Regions from separate parts of the Mus musculus genome. Here regions 1, 3, 4, 5 and 6 are each linked to region 2. Evidence: chromatin contacts called from public Hi-C and promoter capture Hi-C data. All regions are on one chromosome and are shown on one strand. The core of a region is the stretch at or near the end of the contact, and the rest is flanking DNA. Distances in the headings are between cores, read along the strand shown.

Region 1 (2,700 bases), core at 23-2,522, 2.5 Mb after region 2:
GCAGCGAGAGCAGGGCTGAGCCCGCATCGCGACCCGAATGCCTCGAGGTGCCCGGCATCGCGGCTCCGGTCCGGTTCTGTCGGCGGCAGAGCGTGCACAGCGCCCGCCGCTCCGGAGCAGCGCGGGACCCTGGCGGCCGACCCGCGGAGCAGAGGCTGCAGGCGGGAGGAGCGTAGAGCCCAGGAGCCGCGAGCTGCGCGCCGCCCGCCGGCTGCTGGTCTTGTAGTTCAAGTAGCCCGCGACTATTGAAATAAACCAATGAGGGCGTCCGGAGTCCGTGACGTCACCAGAAGCGCCGGTCGCCGCGAGCGAAGGCCCGACGGGAATCTTACAGGGCGGGAGCCTGAGGACGCGCCTGCGCAGAGGAGGGCGGGGCGGGCGGCCGCTTTCGGCCGATCTCTGCTGCTCAGTGGATCTGTAGCCTCATAGGATCCTGCCGGAGCCGCTGGGCGGTCCAGACAAGCCCTCGGGGCCTCGAGGTGTCGGCCTTCGCCTCAGCTAAGGGGTGAAGCGCCTTCTCCTGGTCGCTGGGTGGCGCCTAGGCAGGAGCGTATGGATCTGAATGACAAACTGCCCCGTCCTGGGTACACTACTCCTTTCTCTTTCTCTGTGATGCTGCCATACAACATAGGGAAACGCTGGAACTTTTACTGTTTACTATTGTTTCACCTCTCCTGTATATCATTTGTTTGTTGTTTGATTTTGAGGCAGGGTCTCATAATGCTGTCCCAATTGTCCTGTGACTCACTGATATCCGTTATCAGAGCTCACTGATCTGGGATTAAAGGCGTGTCTCTATGCCCCGCATTCCAGTAAACTACCCCACCCCCACCCCCAATTAAAGATGGGTTAATTTAAAATGCCAACATGAGCTATTGTTGATAACAAGTGGTGTACTACAAGAAATTCAGCTGTCCATTAATTTTGCTAATCCTTGGTTGTGACATCAGACCATGAAGTTCCACTGACCCAAATAGATATTACATTTAGAAATGAAGTGCATTGTGGTACATACCTTTAATCCCAGAGTTTCAGATCTCTGAATTCAAGTTAGTCCAAGTCAGCTATGTAGTGAGATGATGTCTCAAAAGTAGAAAAAAAGTGTTCATAAGAAAACCGGGCAGCCAGGAGGCGATGGCCAAGCCTTTTCCGGGCATCTCAGGAGGCAGAGGCAGGTGGATCTCTTGAGTGCAAGGCCAGCCTGGACTGCAGAGTTAGTTCCAGGTCAGCTACACAAAGAAATCCTGTCTTGAGAAACCCTGTCTCGAAAAACAAAACAAAACAAAAACCACAAAAAAAAAAAAAAAAACCAACCCAAACACACACACACAGAGAAATATATACAAAACCTAAATAAATATATAAAGACACAAGTATATTACCTTAAATGTTCACATTTAATAGTTAAGAATCATACATAAAATATAATAAAATGTAATCATTGTTTTCATAACTACCCTTTGAAAACAAAAGACAGCTTATTTGCTCTTATTTAATAGTATTCTAAAACTTTCAATGCAATATTCCCCTGAAATGAATGACTAAAAGATCTTCTTTTCCCCTCAAGTACACAATAAAAAGGACTTTCATGGGTACTCGTAGGGGGATGCTTAGAGGCCGTCACTCTTCTGATTACATGTGGGACGTCCATCTGAGGTGCCTCGGGTCTGATCAGGCTCTGCTTGCTTCTTCGGCTGTCCTGTTGGCCTACCTTGTTTATCTTTCATGCTGCATCGAAGAAAGAAATCAGTGTGTTCTGGTCGTAGCTGTCGAGAATCTCCAGGAGCATGGGTACTTTGGTTTTTACATTAGTGCCTTTGAACTTAAATTTATCTATAAAAAGATCAGTAATCATACCTACGAAGAAAAATATTATTTCTTGTTATTGATTAGTTCTTTTAACAATGCATGTGGCATTCTCTCACCACCTGAGACTCCATTATTCAACACATACAAGCCTGGAAGAGGTTGGTGTTTTTAAAAACAGATGTGTATGTGGAGAAGGTTTGAAGCAACTTTCAAGACATAAATATTTGATAACCTTCTAACAATGGGTTGCAACTGCTGACCTAGACAAGCCACTGGTCGCGATTCTGAATCTGTGTCGGTGCACCCTGCATCCCAGCGACTGACTGCTGCTGCATCAGGAAGAACGTCTGAACTGAAGCACTTCACCCATGGGCTTACTGGGTGCAGAGGTCTGGGAAATTACTGCACCTTTGAGTTTTCAAGATGTAACACAGAGACAACTCAAGTTGTCTATTATTTATACAAGACCCTTGAAAAAAAGTATATTTTAGGAAGAGAAAAAGAATATACCATTGATACTTTTTATATTGGTCCAATGAGACTGAGTGCTGATATCTGCTAACAAAATGGCAATGCTTTTACAATAAACAGGTGAATACTTGCACTCAGTGGGATTTAAAAAAAAAATAGAAAAAGCTTCGTGTCAGTTTAAATCAGGTTTTATCATGAAGTCAATCAGATTAAGACAATTTGCTGGTAAATGATTTACAAAGGTAAACTTTGGTTTTCAAAGCTGCTTCCTAGATTTTGGAATCACAGATGAGAGACGGTAGATCTGCAACACCATCATGTAAGGATATTTTAAGAGACCCTGTGCTTGCCGAATAGTGAACACTCAGATATCAGTACTGTTCATCTGTGAGAAAGTCTTGGGTGCATAATAAATTCTGT
Region 2 (2,791 bases), core at 224-2,723:
ATTAATTGCTAACTACCTGCTATCGTTCTAAATCTGCAAAGGCCACCCACCCTCAGTTGTCACATGTGAAAACCAACTCCCAGTGTGGCCCATTGCAAGGTTTACAACTCCACACTGAGCTCCATGGACCTGTGGAATTCACCTTACAGGCAAGCTCCAGGCTTCAAATACAGGCAAGTTAGTTAGCAAGAAGGTTCACTTACAGATTTTGGTAGGCTCTGAAAAACTTGTTTTACTTGAGGCTCCACATGCTTCATGGCTTGTAAAACATAACGGCCTAAAACCAAAAGCAACAGAATAAGCAAATCCATGCATAACCAGTCTGCTCCACCCCCAACCCACAGACAAACCTGCAAATCCTGCAGCAGCAATGGTCAACCCGACTGCTACCACTGTGCTGGCCTGTAATGGAGGAGAAGAGCAAGTCTTTACTACTCTTAATTGCTACCTATTCCGCAGCCAAACTCATTACGACCTTCATTTTGGTGAAAGGTGGGTTCTTTTTCCCTTTTGGGGCAGGATTAGGGATGGAACCTAGTGTGTGTCTCATGCTGGTAAGGTGCCTACAACTCCAGCCTTTCTCAAAGTTCCAACACTTTTATTCTGAGGTGGAGTCTTGCTAAAATTGTCCAGGCTGCCCACGAATTTGCGACTAGCTCTCTAAGCAACTGGGACTTTACAGAGTGCAGCACAGGGTCTGCTGGAAGAAACATTTTTTTTTCTAATAGAAATATGTCTTTAAAACTACTGCAGTTGGACGTGGTGCACATTGGCGGCTTGCATTTAGTCCCCGGACTTGGGAAACATTGGCAGGTGAATTTCTGTACGTTCTGGGACTTCCAGGACTACAAAGTGAAACCCTGTTTAAAAAAAAAAAATTAAACTACTGCAATTTTTATCCACAATTTATTGTCAGAGTATGGGATTTTCACCAAGAAGAAAAGGGTAAGTCATCTTTACCCACAACAGTAAGATGGTGATTTTTCAGCCATGGAAGAGAACTTTAACCCTTGGGCATTGGAACCCCTTTCTAGTTTAGACAAGACCGGTGAAAATAAGATTTCTGCTGGATTTGGAAACAGTGCTTGCAAAGGCTCCCTGATCCCATAAGGTATTTCCACCGTAAAGAGGGGAGGAGTGCGGAGATGGTAGTGGGGTAACAGCCCGACCTCCTAGGAGGCACAAACGTGTGCCTGCCTGCAAGCAGATAAGGGGTGTCAGCTGGAGCCACCGGAGGCCGGAGTAAAGGTCAGTCTCCGTATCCGCCCAGCGCCCCTTCGGAGCCCGTCAGCGCCGACCACTCACCATGACTCCACTCCGCGGCTCGGCACCGCGCGCTCATCCCAGCGCGAGCCCACCGCCACGGTACAGCTGTGGAGAACGACAGGGCCGAGCCAGCGATGCCGCCACTTCCACTAGCGCCGCGCAACACGGCAGCGGCGCCGTAAAGTGCGTCGGAACTGTCGCACAAAGTGCCGCACAAAGGGCCTCACCAACTCCGGTTGACGGAGAGGTCGGACTGGGGCGGGACTGGCCATGCCCTCTGCCCGGGATTCCTGACTTGCAAGTCCAATATCCGGCCCTAAAACAGGCTTTCCCGCTAAAACCTATCTCCCTAACTTTGCTTTATATAGGTTATTCCGCCCACCCCGTGGAAGTAGCGTTGTTTTTCACATGAGGCATTTATTTTGTCTTCTGTGCATCTTTTGCTACCCTGGGCTGTCGCCAGTAGATGTCAAGAAGCCACAAGGCTGATCTTCATGGCCTGCAGAGACATCTTTCTTCTTCTGGCTTGGAACGTAGTTAGATCTATAAACATCAGAAACGATATGGAAAATGATTTTTTCCAGTCTTTTTTTTTTTTCCATCTTCCTTCCTGATGTCTGCTTCAGGCTATGTAGATTTGTTCACTAAAAATACAGCTCCTGTTGTGTGTTCACCATGAATTTTTTCTCTCCTGTTTTAGCCTGACTTACTATTTGTGTAATTAAAAGAGCTTCTTGTACCTGTGTTGCTCACAGCATGTGGTTGTTTGGCCTAAGCATGGCAAATGCACTTGACTAGAAGGAAAGTGACTAGGAGCTGTCTTTTTGCATAAAGGCTGTAAGTTGTGAGAATATAAAAGCCATATGTGACCCCAAGGGAAGCTAGAAACTAAGGTAGCTGTTCTTTGTCAATGAATTCCTGTTAATCTTGCCAGTCTTCGCCTGCTACTTCCCCAAGCTTCTCCCCTTTGTTGTCAGAAGACCATTGTGTGAATGTATCATATTTTGCTTATCTTTCCGTTTCTCATGGGTTGTTTCTGTGGTGTAGCTGTGGGGAGTGTCATGTCTGTGGGCATGGATGTACAGAAACTAGGCAGAGACTTATTCCTTTCTCCTGGCTAGGTGGGCAGACATGAAATCCAGGCATGCTGTGAGGATTGGACTTTCACTTGTCGTGCTTTGAATCTGAGCTGTCTCTCAGAGGCTCATGCATGGATTCGTGTGTGTGTGTGTGTGTGTGTGTGTGTGTGTGTTTGTGTGTGTGTGTTAAGAACTCATGGCAGGGATGTGTTAGAGGTAGGGTATTGGGAAGGTAACTGGATCGAAAGGCTCTAAGAAGATGAGTGGATTGATCAGTTGGTTCTTGGCTTGGTGGATGGTGGGAGGTGATGGGGACGTAGCTGAATCATAGTTATGCGGAGCAGGTTCTTGTCTCTAGCTCCTCCCTTTCTTTGCTTCTTGGCCATCATTCATCTCTGCTGGTAGGTCCGACATTCCCCATCCTAAGGTTCTGCTTCACCACACAT
Region 3 (2,700 bases), core at 200-2,699, 2.5 Mb after region 2:
ACCAAACATTTTAACACAGTAGAATTCAAAGGTATACTGATTTAGTACACGCTGAAGAATAATGGTAGAAAAACATTAACTTCTTTGTTTTCCATAATTAAACCATTATATTTACGAGAGGAAAAAAAATCCAGAAAAATAGAAGATGTATGCTCAGGATCACCTAGTGAGATGCTTGGAAGGCACTACCCTGTGCTGTCTTCTCTGGATTTGAAGCATCTGATTCAAGGAAACTTTTCTCTTTCTGTTCTGTGAACTGAGGGGGCAACGGGAAAAGCAGCTGGGGCAGCTGAGAGCGGTGATGCATACGCAGCTGTGCAGTCTGGCGGCCACGCTGAGACAATGGCAAGGCCGGGCAGCTGGACAGCCGAGGAAGCAGCAGCTGAATAGTTCAAAAGCAGCCGGGACTGGAAGAAAGGCAGCACAGAAAAGGGACAGCTGGAGAGAACAGAGAGCAAGACCAGAAACTACAGTCCTGACAACTGGAACGTTTCAGAGTTGTTAAATCTTTGGGGCCAAGGTCTCAGACCCTGGGCCAAGAGCTGTAGCATTCATTGTTGCTGCAAATCCCAAAAACTAGGTCAACCTGGAAGCTGCTAGCTAGCCATAGCCAAGAGCTGGGGGAAATCCCTATTTCCTAAACCCATGCAAGAGCTGTTACAACTTTGCAGGGTCAGGTGGATCTCTGTTAGTTCCAGTGATACACAGTGAGACTCTGTAATTAAAATAAAAAAACAATAATAAAAAAGGAGAAACAGAAGATTTGGGCACTAAAGGATCACCTACTGCTGCCTCACTCGTTGCGCAAGCTGTCAAATACCAGCTCTTGATGTGGGTGAATCAGGACACCGGCCAGCAGATGGAGGACACATGTCTGTCTGTAAAAATAAGCCTGTCGGTTTAAAATGAGATATAAGCAGTAAACGAGGTTCCAGTCAGTGACGTTACACTTCACTTGTTTTCCCGTCCTCAGGTCCCATGTGAACCACCTTTAGTCGGCTACATCCTCCCCATCCGCCCCAAGCCCTTACAAGGATTCTCCACCGATTCGCACCACCCTTCCATCTTTCTCTGACAAAAGTCAGCATCCTCAGTAGACTGTCTCTGTGGTGAAGTGCCAGGGAATCCCAATACTTAGGTCAGCCTGGAAGATGGTAGACATCCAGACCCAAGAGCTGGGGAAATCTTTGTTTCCTACCCCCAAAGCAAGAACTGTTACGACTTGTAGGGATAAGTAAGTCTCTGTTGAGTTCAGTCAGAGACAGAGTGAGATTCTGTCTCAATAAAAAACTAGGAACAGGACTGCACTGCAGATGCTAATCTCCACTGCGATGCCGGGCAGGACCAACCCGGGAAATCTTCGTTGATTTGCTACACTGCCTGTACCGGCCCCAGCGGCCCCCGATCTCTAGCCACGCCCACACCACGCCCCCGAGCCTGCGCCTGGATGACGTCGGTTTTCCGCGCCGGGAAGAAGCCGGTGTGCGGACTTGTCTCGGTGCCGTTCATCCTTTGCGTGGCCCGCCACTATGAAGGAGACGCCGCTTTCCAACTGTGAGCGCCGCTTCCTGCTCCGCGCAATTGAGGAGAAGAAGGTGCGAGGCCTGCGGTGTGAACACCGTGGCTTTGGGTGTAGACTCGGGTTGTCCGTGGATACATTGTCAGTTCGGCCTGTTGTGTGGTCGTGGTGTGGACTCGGGGGCTGCCCAGTGTGGACTCTCCCCATTCCCCAAGCCTCAGGGCAGTATTTGACCCTGACCAGTTCCTTTGAACCTTAAGCCAGCAGTATTCAGTGGCAGGGACGTTGGGAACCAGGACCACACAGACACAGTTGCCACTCATAAATATGTTAAAGCAGTAAATGGTGTTTGCTTACAGCGCCTGGACGGCAGACAGACCTATGATTACAGGAACATCAGGATCTCATTCGGAACGGATTATGGATGCTGTATTGTGGAACTGGGAAAAACAAGGTAACAGGATTCAAGTTAGATAATGCAACAGGAGGTGTGAAAATCACAACATACTGACTCGGTTGTTTACTGAGCAGCTCCGAATTCCAAACGTGCTATTCTTATTCTTATTCTTATTATTATCATTATTCTGATGAGAAATATGTTTCTTTAATGCCAGCCTTTTTTAGTTTTGTGCGCAGTTTAACTTTCAACCATTAGTGCTTTCTGTTATATGAGTATCATAGTTCCGTATGACCATTATAAATCATGTAGACAGCTAACATTGATCACACAGGTTATCTGCATGTCTCATTTTCTAGTGTGAGGAGTGTATCGATCATGTCATCAGTAAGCCTCAGTTTCCCTTTTATTCTCAAATGATGTAAGAAATAAGAGATTTCCTTTCTGTCATCCTTTTGTGTATACCAATATTTTTTATTTCTGCGTGAAATCTACTTACCCTTAAAAAAAAAAACCTTTATTATTGTGTATGTGCATTATTGTGTGTGTGTAGGCAGGTTGCTGGGTCCAGTTTACCACATTCTATATGTAATTTCTGCCTCTTATGTCACATTGTGTTGTTTAGGTTTTTGTTGTTGTTGTTGTTATTTTAGATTTCGTCACCCTTTTTTTTTTTTTTTTAATTGAAAAGAAAGTACGTTTAGTTGACTGCTTTGCACCTTTATTTTTGCAGAGTCCTTGGACAGGTTTCCTGTGAACTTGTTTCTCCGAAACTCAATAGGGC
Region 4 (2,700 bases), core at 191-2,690, 2.1 Mb after region 2:
ACTAAAAAGGGGTGGTGGTGGTGGTGGTAATTTTTCTTATAATCTATTTAAATCACAGGGGGGCAAGGCCATGGAGGGATCAAGAGACAGGCTTCCCTCCTCATGTGCCCACCTTTGAACACTCCTGGTTGAAGTCCCCTGATCTGTTTTAGGACATGGTTACCCCCATTCACTGGGACCTAAAAGAAATATTGGCAGGAAACTGTGTTGCTTCACTTCTGACATAAATGGGAGAGATTCTCAGGTTCCCCTCACTTTCTTGAGGTCAGGAAAATTATAGCTCTCAGAAGAGGACTGTGACAGACGTGACCTGAAACCTGCTGAAGACCCGAATTTGGATGATTTAGTATAGTAACATATATATATATATATATATATATATATATATATATATATATATATATATATACACACACACACACACACACACACACATATATGTGTGTGTATACATATGTGTGCATGTATGTATATGTGTATATGTATGTATGTATGTATGTATACATATATGTATATGTGTGTGTGTGTGTGTGTGTAACCAATTCCACATATGATGATATGTTTGGATATACTGGGTTTTATTACAATCACTGTTTTAACTTTAATATGAACAGTAGAAAATTTTAAATTAAGTAAGTGTCTTAGTCAGGGTTTCTATTCCTGCACAAACATCATGACCAAGAAGCAAGTTGGGGAGGAAAGGGTTTATTAGGCTTACACTTCCATACTGCTGTTCATCATCAAAGGAAGTCAGGACTGGAACTCAAGCAGGTCAGGGAGCAGGAGCTGATGCAGAGGCCATGGAGGGATGTTCTTTACTGGCATGCTTTGCTAGCTTGCTCAGCTTGCTTTCTTATAGAACCCAAGACTACCAGCCCAGAGATGGTCCCACCTACAAGGGGCCTTTCCCCCTTGATCACTAATTGAGAAAATGCCTTACAGTTGGATCTCATGGAGGCATTTCCTCAACTGAAGCTCCTTTCTCTATTGTAACCCCAACTGTGTCAAGTTGACACAAAACTAGCCAGTACAGTAACACTTGAGTATTACTCCCCCTTTCTATATTCAATATTGCTGATTCAGGAGATTTTTTTCCCCTTTTAAAATTTGAAATTCAAGGACAGAGCTCAGGGGGAAATGGTGCCAAAGCTCTTCTCTATTGCGAATAATATACATATATATGATTCATAAATTGGTCTGACTTTATATACAATAGTAAATGGGAATGATTCCTCTAGGGTCAGCTTTACTACAACTGTACCAAAAACTTGTCATTTCAGCCCATAGGGTAGTGCTGGGGCCTGATGGGGCGGGACCGGAAAGTCATCCAATCAGCAGCACGATGGTGAGAACTTCGAATCAGACGTTTAGACAGGGTAGAGGGGGCGGGCCTTCATGCTGTGTTTCTGAAGTCCAGGATCTTGGAATCCTCCTCAGGCTGGGTCTCTTCCGGTGTAGACTGTAGCTCAGCCCTGCGGCATCCGTTTGCCCTGCGTCTGTAGGGTGCCGGGCCATCCACCGGGAGGACGCGGACTCCGCGTAGTCAAGCCACAATGGTGAGTGTGCATGGTGTCCTGAGACTGGAGGGAGGCTGTGTAGAGCCGGTGGGAATCGGCTGCGGCCAGTGCTCGATGTGGGAGGACGGTGAGCACTGCTGAAGCCTGCTGGTGAGTGTGTGCGTGGCGCGGCGAGGCTGGAGGGCTGCGGGGAGCCGAGGGGGAGCCGGCGACTGCATGGGGGGCGACGGCGGCCCCGCCTTCCTGCGGCCGGCCCTTGGGATCGGCCGGCTTGAGGTCCCCCTTGGTGGGCCATGCGTCACCGCGCAGCCTGAGCTGGAGATCCCCGGTACCCGGCCGCGCCCCCGAGCTAGCCGGTGCAGTGAAGGCCCAGGGTCAGACCCTGCTGCCCTGGAGTCCTCAGAGGCTCCAGCCTAGTAGCCCGGATTGTGCGGCGATAACCTGCAAGCGTAGGGCTCCCGCAGGGAAAGTGTTCAGTGAGGTGTCCTGTCCCTCCTCCCGAGCAGTCTAGATAAACGCGAAGCAGAATCTCCTATCCAGATGACTGCTCTTCCCCTGTCCTCGCTTCTCCTCTGGTTGGAGGAAGATTCCTAAATTTCCATCTCCTGACCGCATTCCCAAATGCCCATTTAAAAAATAATATTAACACCCATTTCCCACGCAGCATTTCAAATAGACATACATTTTGCTTGATTGGTTTTTTTCCCCACTCCACACACTGGGCGACATTTTAAAAAGGATTTACCCTATGGATATTTAACATAAAATCACTTGATTTTTTATTAAAACACACACACACAATGCCTCTCATTTTGTCATCCTTAGACACAGGAACCCCAATCAGAATGCTTTGGGGTTGTACTTGCCTTTTGGAGATTTTCCATAGTGATGGGTCTATCTTCATCTGACTCTACTTGGCCCTTTCCTTGCCCGGGTTTCAGAGATGCCAACACCAGCTGCCTTGTCTCCAGTGTCTAGGAGCATCCAATGATGTCAGTGTCTGGGCTGATCGTCCCAGCAGCCTGGGGTGTGAGGCTAGACCGCATTGGGACGCTGCTGGATGTCTTGGTGTTCTCCCATCTGAAACGCACTTGAGCTATCTCAGCCTTTTGATCAATATTCTGCCAGTTGTACTTAGCATGCAGGAGGCCTTCTGGTTGCTTAATTAAATCCTTGCTGCAAG
Region 5 (2,700 bases), core at 164-2,663, 2.4 Mb after region 2:
CAAGGCCCTTGATGACCAAAGATGATCTTTCACTCCTGATCCTCCTGCCTCTACCTCCCAAGATGTGGGATTCCAGGTATAACCACTTTGCCTCAGGGCGGAATATTTTAGGTATGATAACTTCTTCACATGACCAGCTTTGAAAAATTACTACATACGCTGGGCGGTGGTGGTGAAGGCTTTTAGTTCTAGCCCTCAGCAGAGGCAGTCTGTGAGTTCGAGGCCAGCCAAGGCAACACAGAGGAACCCTAGCTTGGAAAACAAAACAAAACAAAACAAAAATCAACTTTTCTTTGCTACAGTCTTGAAAAATACTAAGAGATCTCCTAAAACAATGACAACAACAAAAACCTATTCGGAAGTCAACTTCTGAAAGAATCCCAAGGCAAATTCAATTCAGAACTCGTTTTGCCAGTTCATTACTTTGGAAACCCAGCTTTTTGGTTCACTGCCTTTAGCAGAAAAAGAGAAAGAAAAGGCACAGTCGGTTCCTGTTAAATAAGTTGCGCCTTGCGCTGGAAAAAGCTCCCCTGAAGCACCATGGAGATTGCCCACGCACACCCAGTATTCAAACACAGGAAACTGCGGGAAAAATAAAAAAATAGGGGAAGCCAAAGGGCGTTCTCCTCACATGACCAAGAGAACTGTTCCTGCTCCGGATCTAATTTTGGCAACTCTGGATTTGGGGCGGCCTGATTCACATGCACCGGGGAGAAACACCGGCTGGTTCCGGACACTCCGGGGCGAGGGAGAAAACAGGAGAGCGCACACGGAGGGGGACACCCAAGAGGTCACAGAGAGGACACAGAGCGGGACACAGATGGGAAAGGCGAAAACCAAGAGACTGCGAAGGCAGCTGCCTTCAGAGAGGGTCCCGATCGCCCTGGTCGCGGTCACACGGCTTACCATGATGCTGTCGGTCAGGAGTGGACTGGAGCTGCAGGGAGAGGGGAAAAGAGAGACAGGGTCACTGGAGCTCTGGTCCCCTGACCCCAAAAGGGCCCTGAGCCCTTGGTGGAGGAGTCGCTCCCGGGACTACGGCCACTTACCAGGCAGTAGAGCGCAGGCTGCGGGTGAGAGCAGGACCGATGCACACGCCAAAGGACAAGGCAGTACTCTTCACAACTCCGTGCAACGGAAACGCCCTGGGCAGCCCAGCCTAGCCCGACCTGGCCCCGCCACGCCACGCCCCTGCCAAGATCACACACCCACCAGGGTCCCGCCCCCAGAGACGCTGCACTATAAGCCCCGCCTTGTCCCAGGCAGCTGCCACATCCCTGGATACGGTACTTTCCTCAGACAAGGCCACCCCCCTACCATGGCCACCTCCCTAATTAGGTCCCAGCCCGGGCCGCGCCCCCATCAGGACACGCCCTGCCACGTCCTAGCCTCTATGCTCCTGCGCCTGCGTGGGGCTTTTCGCTCACTCTTCGCTACGCTGGAGGCGCTGCAGGCCCAGGGGTCTGGGTGTGTCTAGAGAGTTAGGGACTGTCACAGCGGCACCTCACAGCGTCTTGCACCGCACTCTAAGCATGGGACAGTGAGGACCTTTTCCAGACTGCTTTCCAAGTGTTTCGTGCTAGTGTTTGCCTCTGGATGTCCGTGTAGCTGATGGGCAGCTCTTTTAAGAGCTGTACCTGGCAGTGTCAAAGCCTCAGAGCGGAAATGGTTTCACTTCCAAACTCAGCCTGTAACTTCAAAGACCCCAGGTGCAAGGTGACTAAGATGGAGCTTCCCCGCCCCCCCCCCGCCCGCCCCCAGGCCTAAAGACGCTGCAAAAGGATCGCGGATGTTCTAGAAGGATCAAAATCAGGTTTTTGAGCAAGAAGAAGCTAACCGAGGGTGGGGGTTGGGGGAGCCTTGCCACATGCTGAGTCTGGCCCTGATAGGTAGACTGATGGTTTTCTGGAAAAGCAGACAAAACTGCCGCTGAGGAGGGGAAGCCTGCCATTTTCCCTTGTGTACCCTTGTCCTATTGCTTTTCCTGTTCATGCGCCCCCTTCTCTGGGGACCTAGCCGCTCCCACAGCCTTAGACATTCCAGCACCTCTCCCAGGGAATTGTAATTTCTAGACTACTTTGGTTTTTGTTTTGTTTTGTTTTGTTTGCCTACACTAAGGGATCCTCTCACTTGACCCTTCAAGTACGGTTATGACTTCGATGCAACCATTTCCCTGCCTCCTCGCCCCCGCATTCCTTTAAGGCCCACCTATCTCTCAGTCGCTCACACTTATCTACTTTCTTTCTACTAGCATCTCCTTCAGTCTTTGACCTAAGTATTTTTTTTTCTTACATCTACTCAACTCCGTGTCCTCCTTCTCTGGAGTTAAGACCGCAGAAGCCTGTTTAACAGTGCTGTGGAAAACTGCCTTACGGCTGGCAGTGACTAGTGATCCGCCCTGCAGCCAAGGAGTAACATAAATTATTAGACCCAGACCTTTGATCTTCCCCAGCAAATGTTGCCTTTACATCCTATTACAATTAGCTTATTCACCTGGACCCCAGTCTGGAGGAGCAAGCTGACTTTCCGTGTTGAAAGGCAGAGCTCATGCATGAGAGGGCAGAGGAACACTATTTCCCAAGAAGGCTTTTCAGAAGCCTTTCCTACTAGAGGGAAGGAAGCCTGACTGAATGCTATTGAGTGTTCTGAGCACCTAGGAGACATTCATAAAATGGCCTACCTTAATATTCTAAATATAGC
Region 6 (2,785 bases), core at 275-2,774, 2.8 Mb after region 2:
CTATACTCATATAAGGCAGAACCATCAGAGGGAGTGGAAAAGAACATTTTGTATGACTGCTACTTCCTGTGAACTGGCTGTGATTTCAAAGAAAAAAAGTTATAGCACAAAATATCATTACCTGGTTTTTGTTATGAAATTCTTTTTTTTTTTTTTCTTTTTGATGTAGCTCAGGCTGGTCCAGAAGTTTCTCTATTGGTCTCAAACCCAGGCTTTTCCAATGTGCTGGGATGCTATGCATACTTTAGCTATGTCCAGCTAGAGAAGTTCACATTGTATTTGCTGGAGGCAGTTTTTTTTTCTTTTTCTTTTTCTGACACCATCTGCATTTTTCACATGCTGGTGAAAAGTCAAAGTAGGGGGAAGGTTCAAGAGCCAGGAAGTGTTGCTATGTAAATTTCCTGAGCCACCCTGAACTCTTTGCTTAATCATCTTCCCAGGGTTAGAGGCCCTTGGAATAGAAAAGCTCTACGATGAATAACTCATCTTGAAGATGTCATCTCTTTTACACCTGTAGCTCAGGGTGGCTCTTCCTCAGGGGATAAGAAGAAAGGAGACAAGTAAGTGTTCAGATTCTCCAATTCCTCACTCACTGTAGAGGAAGTCTGCTGTGAATTATACTTCTCTTCTTGCTATCCTAAGATCTTCTTATCTCTGGAGCAATTTAGTTTCAGTTTTGTTTTGTTTTGGGGAAACTGAATCATATCTCAGTCACTTCTAGTTCAAAGAACTCTTGCTAAGACTTTATTTATTTATTTATTATATCTGGCTTCACATCTGTTTAAAAGTGGATGCTCCCACCCCCAAGTGGAAATGTTGAGTGACCTGAACTCTTAGAACCAGAGGCTTAGATATTGACAGGTAGTGTAGAGAATGTACTGGAAGCTGTGGCGCTGGGGCTCAAATCCTAGATCTCTAAACTGACAAAGTACTTCAACTTCCTGAGCCTTAGGTTTTAATTTGTGAAAAATTAAAATATTTGGTTAATTTCCTAGGTCAGTGTTTCATACATCAAATGCATCTTCTGTGAGATGCATGCCATAGCTAGCAGACTCTCCTTTTTCTGGCTTCCTTTTCCTACGTTGATTATACTGTCTACATTATCAGGACGATGTTTACAACCCCCACGCCACAATTGGAATCTGGAACAAGGTAGTTTTCAAATCAGTAGTGACCTGTGTCTCTCAGACTAGGCTACGCCCTGTGGACATGGCCCCGCCCCTCTGCTCAGGCCTGTTCTCTTGTAAAAACAGGATTCGCCTCTAGGCACAGGTTCCAACTTTAGTCTTTAGTTTGGTCCTGAAGCTCAGGCTTTGCCCCATTGACCTAGATCTCATCCCTAGGGCCTAAGCCCTGTCCTCTGCCCCGGCCTTCCAAGGCCCCGCCTCCGCCCCGGCCCGCCCCGCCCCGGCCCCGCCCCCGGCCCAAGCGGCGCTTCTCCGTTCGGGCCTGGTGCCAGTGAGGGGCGGGGCTAACTCGGTTCTTGGGCGGGGCCAGAGTGGCGTACACGGAGGCGCTGGCGCCTTGACGTGATACGCTGCCAGTTGACGCAGCTGCGGTGCCGCTGGCCTCCACTCCTGCCTCGGCTCTACTCCTCCGCCCCATGGGTGTCCGAGGCGGCGGGCCGAGCTGGACGTGCTACAGGCTGAGGGTGTAAGCATCAGCGGAGGTCCCGACTCGGGGCTGTTGTGCTGTCAAGTGAGAGGAGCTCGAGAGGCTGCGCGCGGTGAGGGCTGGGAGGTGGCGAGGTGGGCAGCGCCTTTCCGGGTGAGTCTGGAAGGTTTGCGGGGTCGCGGCTGTGGCGCGGGCCTGGGGGTCGGAGGTCGGAGGTCGGAGGTTAAGGTGGAGGCCTAGCAGGCCCTGACAGCCGGGTGCTGGGGTTGCGGGCGGGGGGGGCGGGCGCGCGGACCTGGCGGGGTGGGCAGGGCCGAGCGCCCCGGGTTGGCTCGGCCCTCGTCTGGTAGGGCATACCTGAGTGGACACCTCTCCTGCCAGAGGAAGGTCCACAAGGGTTATCTTCCATCCGGGGAATATTAGATTTCTTCCTTCCTCGCCCCATCGGTTGTGGTGTTGACAGTGGGATGTCCGGTAAAGGGGACGAATTCTTGTAAATTTCCTCTGAGCAGTCATGGGTTCTGGAACGGAGAAAGTAGGTTTCAGGTGGTTTCGCGTTGCTGCTTTCATCCCGTGCATGACAACGAAGCAGATTTAATCTGACAAGTATAAAAGTGGATGAGTTAGTCAGAATATTTGACTTAGCAATGACTGCTATGTGCTATTTTAATATGCGCTCATACAGTTTGTAACAAAAAGGTGAAGCCTTTCCCCACTTTGTAGCTGAGAACCTTGGAACAGAACTGTTTCAAACCTGACTTTCTCACTTTATGGCCCCTCAGTTAGCATGCCACCCCCCCCCCATTACTCAAATGCCTTAAAAGTTTGCAAGGCAAGTGCCCTGTGATAAAATGTGCCAGGTGCCCAGAGTAGAGAGGAAATGAAGGCACAGTTCTTTCCAGCAGACTCGGTGTCAGTAGAAACATTCTTTCAAGGCTGCACTTTTAAGTGTGCCTCGCAGGTAGAACGTCACCATTAGCATCCTGACTCCTACCTCGTGGACTCCTATGTTTCTTTTACATATAAAGTGGTTCTTAAATTATTTTAGTCTTATTTGAGGTGTAGGAATGTAACATTGGACCAAATACTGAAGAGTTTCCTGGTGTGTTTAAATAATTTAGTTTGAAACGGTTGCTCTACCAACAAAGTTAGGATACCTTTTCTAATTGAT

The links. Promoter capture Hi-C pulls out the DNA fragments that hold promoters and counts their contacts. A called contact is a pair of places that touch in the nucleus more often than the background predicts. Capture Hi-C pulls out chosen DNA fragments and counts their contacts.
Region 1: a contact with region 2 is called in a Hi-C map of B cells, with 7 read pairs. The contact joins the promoter of Ccna2 here to the promoter of Dnajc19 in region 2. A contact is called at or near these places in 5 of 39 promoter capture datasets (the C10 cell line, hippocampal neurons, liver and 1 more), 2 of 484 Hi-C or Micro-C datasets (B cells and Th1 cells) and 1 of 9 other capture datasets (liver).
Region 3: a contact with region 2 is called in a promoter capture Hi-C map of pre-B cells, with 7 times the contacts expected there. The contact joins the promoter of Exosc9 here to the promoter of Dnajc19 in region 2. A contact is called at or near these places in 6 of 39 promoter capture datasets (the C10 cell line, embryonic stem cells, hippocampal neurons and 2 more), 1 of 484 Hi-C or Micro-C datasets (Th1 cells), 1 of 115 datasets of contacts at active chromatin or transcription factors (astrocytes) and 1 of 9 other capture datasets (adipose tissue).
Region 4: a contact with region 2 is called in a promoter capture Hi-C map of liver, with 4 times the contacts expected there. The contact joins the promoter of Zfp267 here to the promoter of Dnajc19 in region 2. A contact is called at or near these places in 3 of 39 promoter capture datasets (embryonic stem cells, hippocampal neurons and liver), 1 of 115 datasets of contacts at active chromatin or transcription factors (astrocytes) and 1 of 9 other capture datasets (liver).
Region 5: a contact with region 2 is called in a promoter capture Hi-C map of liver, with 3 times the contacts expected there. The contact joins the promoter of 1810062G17Rik here to the promoter of Dnajc19 in region 2. A contact is called at or near these places in 5 of 39 promoter capture datasets (embryonic stem cells, hippocampal neurons, liver and 1 more), 3 of 115 datasets of contacts at active chromatin or transcription factors (astrocytes, double positive thymocytes and thymic regulatory T cells) and 1 of 9 other capture datasets (liver).
Region 6: a contact with region 2 is called in a promoter capture Hi-C map of pre-B cells. The contact joins the promoter of 4932438A13Rik here to the promoter of Dnajc19 in region 2. A contact is called at or near these places in 2 of 39 promoter capture datasets (liver and pre-B cells) and 1 of 9 other capture datasets (adipose tissue).

The regions. Positions count from the first base shown.
Region 1 is chr3:36,571,766-36,574,465 of GRCm38.p6, forward strand. It overlaps Ccna2 (cyclin A2), which reads right to left and starts at 1,273. Exons shown (of 9, transcript NM_009828.3): 1 at 1,016-1,273; 2 at 1-538. The coding sequence starts at 58. Bbs7 (Bardet-Biedl syndrome 7 (human)) reads right to left here. Exons shown (of 19, transcript NM_027810.3): 19 at 1,378-1,857. The coding sequence ends at 1,724.
Region 2 is chr3:34,079,881-34,082,671 of GRCm38.p6, forward strand. Dnajc19 (DnaJ heat shock protein family (Hsp40) member C19) reads right to left here and starts at 1,474. Exons shown (of 6, transcript NM_026332.4): 1 at 1,306-1,474; 2 at 351-402; 3 at 204-277. The coding sequence starts at 1,308.
Region 3 is chr3:36,551,157-36,553,856 of GRCm38.p6, forward strand. Exosc9 (exosome component 9) reads left to right here and starts at 1,450. Exons shown (of 12, transcript NM_019393.2): 1 at 1,450-1,595; 2 at 1,879-1,973; 3 at 2,650-2,700. The coding sequence starts at 1,530.
Region 4 is chr3:36,149,640-36,152,339 of GRCm38.p6, forward strand. Zfp267 (zinc finger protein 267) reads left to right here and starts at 1,441. Exons shown (of 4, transcript NM_001101478.1): 1 at 1,441-1,556. The coding sequence starts at 1,554.
Region 5 is chr3:36,474,524-36,477,223 of GRCm38.p6, forward strand. It overlaps 1810062G17Rik (RIKEN cDNA 1810062G17 gene), which reads left to right and starts at 1,414. Exons shown (of 3, transcript NM_028183.1): 1 at 1,414-1,716. The coding sequence starts at 1,612. It overlaps Anxa5 (annexin A5), which reads right to left and starts at 1,364. Exons shown (of 13, transcript NM_009673.2): 1 at 1,050-1,364; 2 at 907-937. The coding sequence starts at 909. Mir7009 (microRNA 7009) reads right to left here and starts at 1,001; the gene lies at 938-1,001.
Region 6 is chr3:36,861,582-36,864,366 of GRCm38.p6, forward strand. It overlaps 4932438A13Rik (RIKEN cDNA 4932438A13 gene), which reads left to right and starts at 1,525. Exons shown (of 86, transcript NM_172679.2): 1 at 1,525-1,767.